Linked DNA regions of Zea mays: region 2 is linked to region 1. A link is a contact called in public Hi-C data. All regions are on one chromosome and are shown on one strand. Each heading gives the region's core, a stretch centred on a gene start, on an enhancer-like site or on the middle of the called end of the contact. The rest is flanking DNA. Distances are from core to core; before and after follow the strand shown.

Evidence for each region. Hi-C and Micro-C count contacts between places; a contact is called where the count stands out from the background.
Region 2: a contact with region 1 is called in a Hi-C map of tassel, with 4 times the contacts expected there. The contact joins the promoter of LOC100285108 here to the promoter of LOC100272459 in region 1. A contact is called at or near these places in 3 of 25 Hi-C or Micro-C datasets (ear, leaf and tassel).

Annotation. Positions count from the first base shown.
Region 1 is chr6:93,309,816-93,312,515 of Zm-B73-REFERENCE-NAM-5.0, reverse strand. LOC100272459 (RNA binding protein) reads right to left here and starts at 1,416. Exons shown (of 6, transcript NM_001146932.1): 1 at 1,084-1,416; 2 at 465-872; 3 at 120-319. The coding sequence starts at 1,407.
Region 2 is chr6:93,475,482-93,478,181 of Zm-B73-REFERENCE-NAM-5.0, reverse strand. It overlaps LOC100285108, which reads right to left and starts at 1,398. Exons shown (of 15, transcript NM_001372175.1): 1 at 1,275-1,398; 2 at 18-138. The coding sequence starts at 1,341.

The DNA.
Region 1 (2,700 bases), core at 167-2,666:
CATAATCAACATCGTTAGTACTAGACCTAGGATGCATTTTAATTCAAGTGGAAAAGCATTGAGGAGGCAACGTCATATAAGGATCCAAAAGAAGGGGCACAAGTGGCAGCTTGGATCACCTACTAGCAGCATTCCGTGCATATCTGTGGCCTGATCCAGCAATAGCAGTCATACGAATCCGATTGTTAGGATCACGTGCAATAGAAGCCTCAATCCTGCCAGAATTTGGATTAGGTGCGCCACAAGTAAGACTGATGTATACCCTACGGATTGTATGCAGCTTGAACTGTTCTGCTAATCGAGCATGAGAATGCTCATCCTGTCCCAAAGAAGAAAGACAAAGAAAAATGGGAGAGTTCAGCATAAGTCTGTATTATACGCACAGATTTCATAAAAGATTCTGAAGTACCAGGTTTATTTTTTAAAAAAAAAATGGGTGGCTATCACAACTCAGAATTCAATACCTTAGCAACAACAAGAAGCCCACTTGTCCCCTTATCCAGCCTGTGCACAATACCAGGGCGCACAAGAGCATTCCGGACTTCTGAACTTACATCTTCAGCAGCAAACTGATCCACATGAAATACATCAGTGTCTTCATCCGTAGAATCCGGGCATTCATCACCAGCTGAGCTGCGTGCTAAACAGGTAAATGTGGAGATCTTGCAGTGATGAAGTATAGCATTGACTAATGTGCCTTTGGCATTTCCTGGCGCCGGGTGAACAACCATATGAGCCGGCTTGTTGACAACAAGAACATGGTCATCCTCATAAACGATGTCCAGCGGGATGTCCTCCGCCTCTGCCCTCAGCGGCTGTAGCTCTGACACCGTGCAGCTGACCAAGTCCCCTCCCTTCACAGTATGCGAAACCTACAATGCACAAAGTGAAGTACAATTGGTGCTGCATGCCCTCATATACCTTGTGAATTGTCTCGTCCGGAATCAGAGTTGTAGTTTAAGCTACAAATCAGCTACAATAATGTATAAGCAGCATATTCCACAGTTCTGCTAACACAAGGATCATCCGACCTCGCTTGACAGGAAGCAAACAGAGCCTAGAGACACGGGGTAGCAGTGGCACCTTGGAGACCGGGCGGCCATTGACGGCGACAAGCCCGGCCCGGATGCTGGCCTGCACGCGCGCGCGGCTAACGCCCCCGCCGCCGAGACGCGCCGATATCCAGGCGTCTACCCTCGAGCGCCCCTCGCCGACGGGCACGGCTTCCTCCAGGCGCGTCCCGCCGTGGCCTCCCTTCCGGCTCTCCGCCGCCTCCGCGCTCGCGTTGGAGGAGGCGCACCTCGCGTAGAAGGCTCTAGGCCTGCTGCTACGGATGTTCTGGCAGCGCATGAGGCCCGAGAGGGTGGTGGCAACCGCCGCCGGCGGTGGCGCCGTCGCAGCTGCCATTGAGCTGCCGAGGGGGTGGACCGGTGGAGACGTGAGCACTGAGGGAGAGGATAGTGTGTGGGTAGATGGGCCTGTTGTTGGGCCAAGGTTGTCAAAAAATGGGCTGTAGGTCACAACGAATTTCTTGTTTTAATTGAAAGGAGCAATAGCATGTGAGTTTCTGCCTGCCATACGTGACTTGCTCATGCATCAGTCGTACAGTCGACTTTCTTTATTTCGCCTCACGGGTGGATGTGTTTTTTCTCCTCCTCATTGATCCAAACAAAAGGGAAACATTTATATTCATAAAGTCAAGTAGGGTTGTTTTCAAAGGGAGTAATGGACAGACTTGTGTTAGGCGATTTAATTACATCCCTTTCAAAAAATCTATATATGTAAAACGTATAAAATGTTAGGATTTATTGAGTTTGACTCGTTTATATAACTAACAATAAATTCGAAAATAAATATCAAAGACCCACTCACTAAAACGATACATGAATATCTAGGACACTAATGCTGTTTAGAGCAGATCGTGCAATTTCGGGCCTGATCTAATTCAAATTATTTAAAATTTAATTAAGTTTATAAAAAAACATTGTCGACATGTATGATTCTAAATAGCTATACTATGAAAATATATTTCACAATGATCCAGCTTATGAGAAAAATACAAATGATGCCATTCTAGGCCCGGTCAAACTCAAATTACTCTAAATTTAACTAAATTTGTACAATATATCATCAACATGAATAACTTCAAATACATATACTGTGAAAATATACTTCATATAAAATCCAATAAAACTTAAACTTATTTAGTACTATATTGTCGGGGACCATAATTAGGGGTACCCTCAAGACGCCTAATTCTCAGCTGGTAACCCCCATCAGCATAAAGCTGCAAAGGCCTGATGGGCACGATTAAGTCAGGGATCAGTCCACACGAGTGACTCGATCACGCTTCACCCGAGCCTAGCCTCGGCCGAAGGCAGCCGACCTCGAGAGACTTCCGTCTCGCCCGAGGCCCCCTTTTTATGGCGGACACATCACCGGCTTGCCCAAGGTCTTGGTTTCGCTCAGAAGCAACCTTGACTAAATCACCACACCGACTCACCAAATTGCAGGGGCATTTAACGCAAAGGTGGCCTGACACCTCTATCCTGACACGCGCCCCCGGCAGAGCCGAGGTGACCGCCGTCACTCCACCGCTCCACTGGCCAGTCTGACAGAAGGACAGCGCCGCCTGCGCCACCCCGACTGCAGTGCCACTCGACAGAGTGAGTCTGACAGGCAATTAGGCCTTGCCAAAGG
Region 2 (2,700 bases), core at 149-2,648, 170 kb before region 1:
CAGAAGGCTATGTGCACCTCTGGGCAACCTCAGAGTCGGTGGACAGGCCATGAGGGACAGCACCAAACTTCTCCTCTACCTTCGGTGGGTTAGCCAAGTCATGGCTGCTCTCCTCGGCATTCACTTGTAGCTTCTTAGCTGCAGTATAGGCAGGGTCAGAACAAGATTGAAATTCTATAAGGATTAGAAGATTGAACTTGCAGTAATATGTAGAGTTTTGGTGTGCAGGTACAGCACAGTAAATGGAAATGAAATCAGAGCTGCCACTAGACTACAAGGTCCTTATAATTCAACAAGAGTAGTATGATAGGGACATGTGCAGTGAGTCCTCAAATTTACTAAGGTACCGTTTGGTTCAAATATTTGTAACGTAATAGGTAAGTGATAACGTTAAGGTAGGGTTTGGTTACTAGGGACTAATTTTTAGTCCCTTCATTTTATTCCACTTTAGTCTATAAATTGCAAAATATGGAAACTATAACTCTATTTTACTTTCCATATTTGACAATTTAGTGACTAAAATGGAATAAATTGGAGGCACTAAAAATTAGTCTCTAAAACCAAACACCCCCTAAATCATGTTTGTTTTAGTCCAACCGTAATCAGATACCATACTAAAAATTGATACCGGACTATTCAAACTTGTGAGTGTAAACCATTACCATTACCCTTTATGTTACATTTCGTGAACCAAACAGCACCTAAGATCCAGGTAGGTGGAAGCTAAAAATGGATGAAGTTACAGGTCTAAACCCCATTAAACCCAAACGGAACAAACCACATGCTCATCACCAGAAATGGAAAACGTAGAGGGCCCCCATGACGGATCTGAGAACTAGCTAACAATCTCGAACTCCAAACAAACCCTGCCATTACATTGGATCGAAGAGACCAGGAGCCGCTCACCTCCCCCATCTAGCGGCAATTCTAGACGCGAGATCTACCAACAAAATGGAATGAAATTTTCTAGCAGAAATCGAATCTAGTGACACCATCCTCTGCATTCTGCTCCAACGAATCTAGCAGCTACTCCTGACTCTTTCCGGCCGGAAATTTGCCGCACGATCCATCATACGGGGTGCTTATAAACAGACAGACGGGACAGAAAACACTGCGCAAAACTAACATGGACCGACGGGGAGAGCCCGCCAGTGATCGGACGAGACGGAACCTGCCATCAATCGCCTCGAGAACAGTGGGATCGACAAACCACGCACACAGAAAATATGAACAAAAAAGAAAAATCTGGAGATCTCCGGCGCGCGGGGACATGCCTGGGTCGGGGAGTGTGGTGAGGAGAAAGAGGAGGAGGAGCGTGGAGGAGAGCGCCCACTTGCGCATCGTCGCCTCTCCTGGATATCGCTTCACTCTGTGGAGCACCACGGACACCACCAGTGCAGTGATGAGTTCGTCGCGCTCTGCGCCGGAGACGAAAGGCCTTTTTAAAATGGGCCGGGGCCAGGAGACCCGTGCACCCGGTCCACGCGGGCGCGATCGGGCCACGTGGACAAGCGGACGGCGCCGATTGCGTCTGGTCCACGTGGCGGTTTCTAACTGGGCGACTCCAGCGGACTTGACGTGGTACGTGAGCGGAGGGGGCCTCTGCCGTCCGATGGGGAGATCTGCGTGCTCCAAGGGCTGGGATCTCTTGTATGCGCCTTGAATGGTTAACACGTGGAGTGATTCGATTGGACAGAAGCCGGGCACCCACGTCGATTGTGCTGCTAGAAAGTTCGAAGCGACAATCGAGCGTGCTCAACCGGATAAAACAGGAGAGGGGAGTTGTGGTTGTAGTGGGGCTAGACCGCTAGAGCGACGAAGGGACCACAAGTCAGTCAACGGGCGTCGACGAGTGGGCGGTCGATGGCCATGCTTGAAGCTTGTTTCGTTAAAATGTGATTAAAGGGAATGGAAAGAAATAAACTGATTTTTCTGTTAATTCTCTCCAATTCTCGTCTAACCAGATAAATCCTAAGAGCCAGTTTAAAAACTCAAATCCCCTCTAAGATTGAAGGAGAACTGAACTAGTTTCTCTTTTAATCTCCTCCAGTCCCGAAGGAGATTTGAGTTACCAAACTAATTCTAATGTGTTGGATCTTAATCCTAATTGTGTCGTCAGCCGTTCGTTAGCCTCATGTGTCTTGTACCTAAAGCTAATGCAAAGTCTCGTACAAATCACACGCTGCACACGGCCTAGCTAACAATATTTCTTCGGCCTTTTAAGAGTTTTATTATTTAATTAAAAATAGTACCAGCACTAATGTTTTAATCAAAGGATTTAATTGTGAGAGATATAAACCGCTTACAGATTAGATTAGATTAGCTTCCCCTCCTTTAAAAGACAGGGGTTTTCATTTATCGGAGAAAAACAGATACGGACAAACTGCATGTCCACTATAACCACCATGTGTGCGTAGGCTGGTGGATCCATGAATTAAAGACAACCAAGTCAAGATTATCAAGTGCTAATAAGTATAGCTAATTTCATATAAAATATATGTATATTTGGACTTAATAACTATAGATAATTTCATATAAAATACATGTATATTTAGACTTAGACATAAGCAGGCGAGGCAGCCTAGGCTGCAACCTACGGTGTCTGGGTGCTGAGTCTGCCACTGTGTAGGCTCATTCCATCGTTTAGGTATTCCACTGTGTCGGCCTCCTTCGGTGAAGTCCGTTCATCGTTCTTCCTTC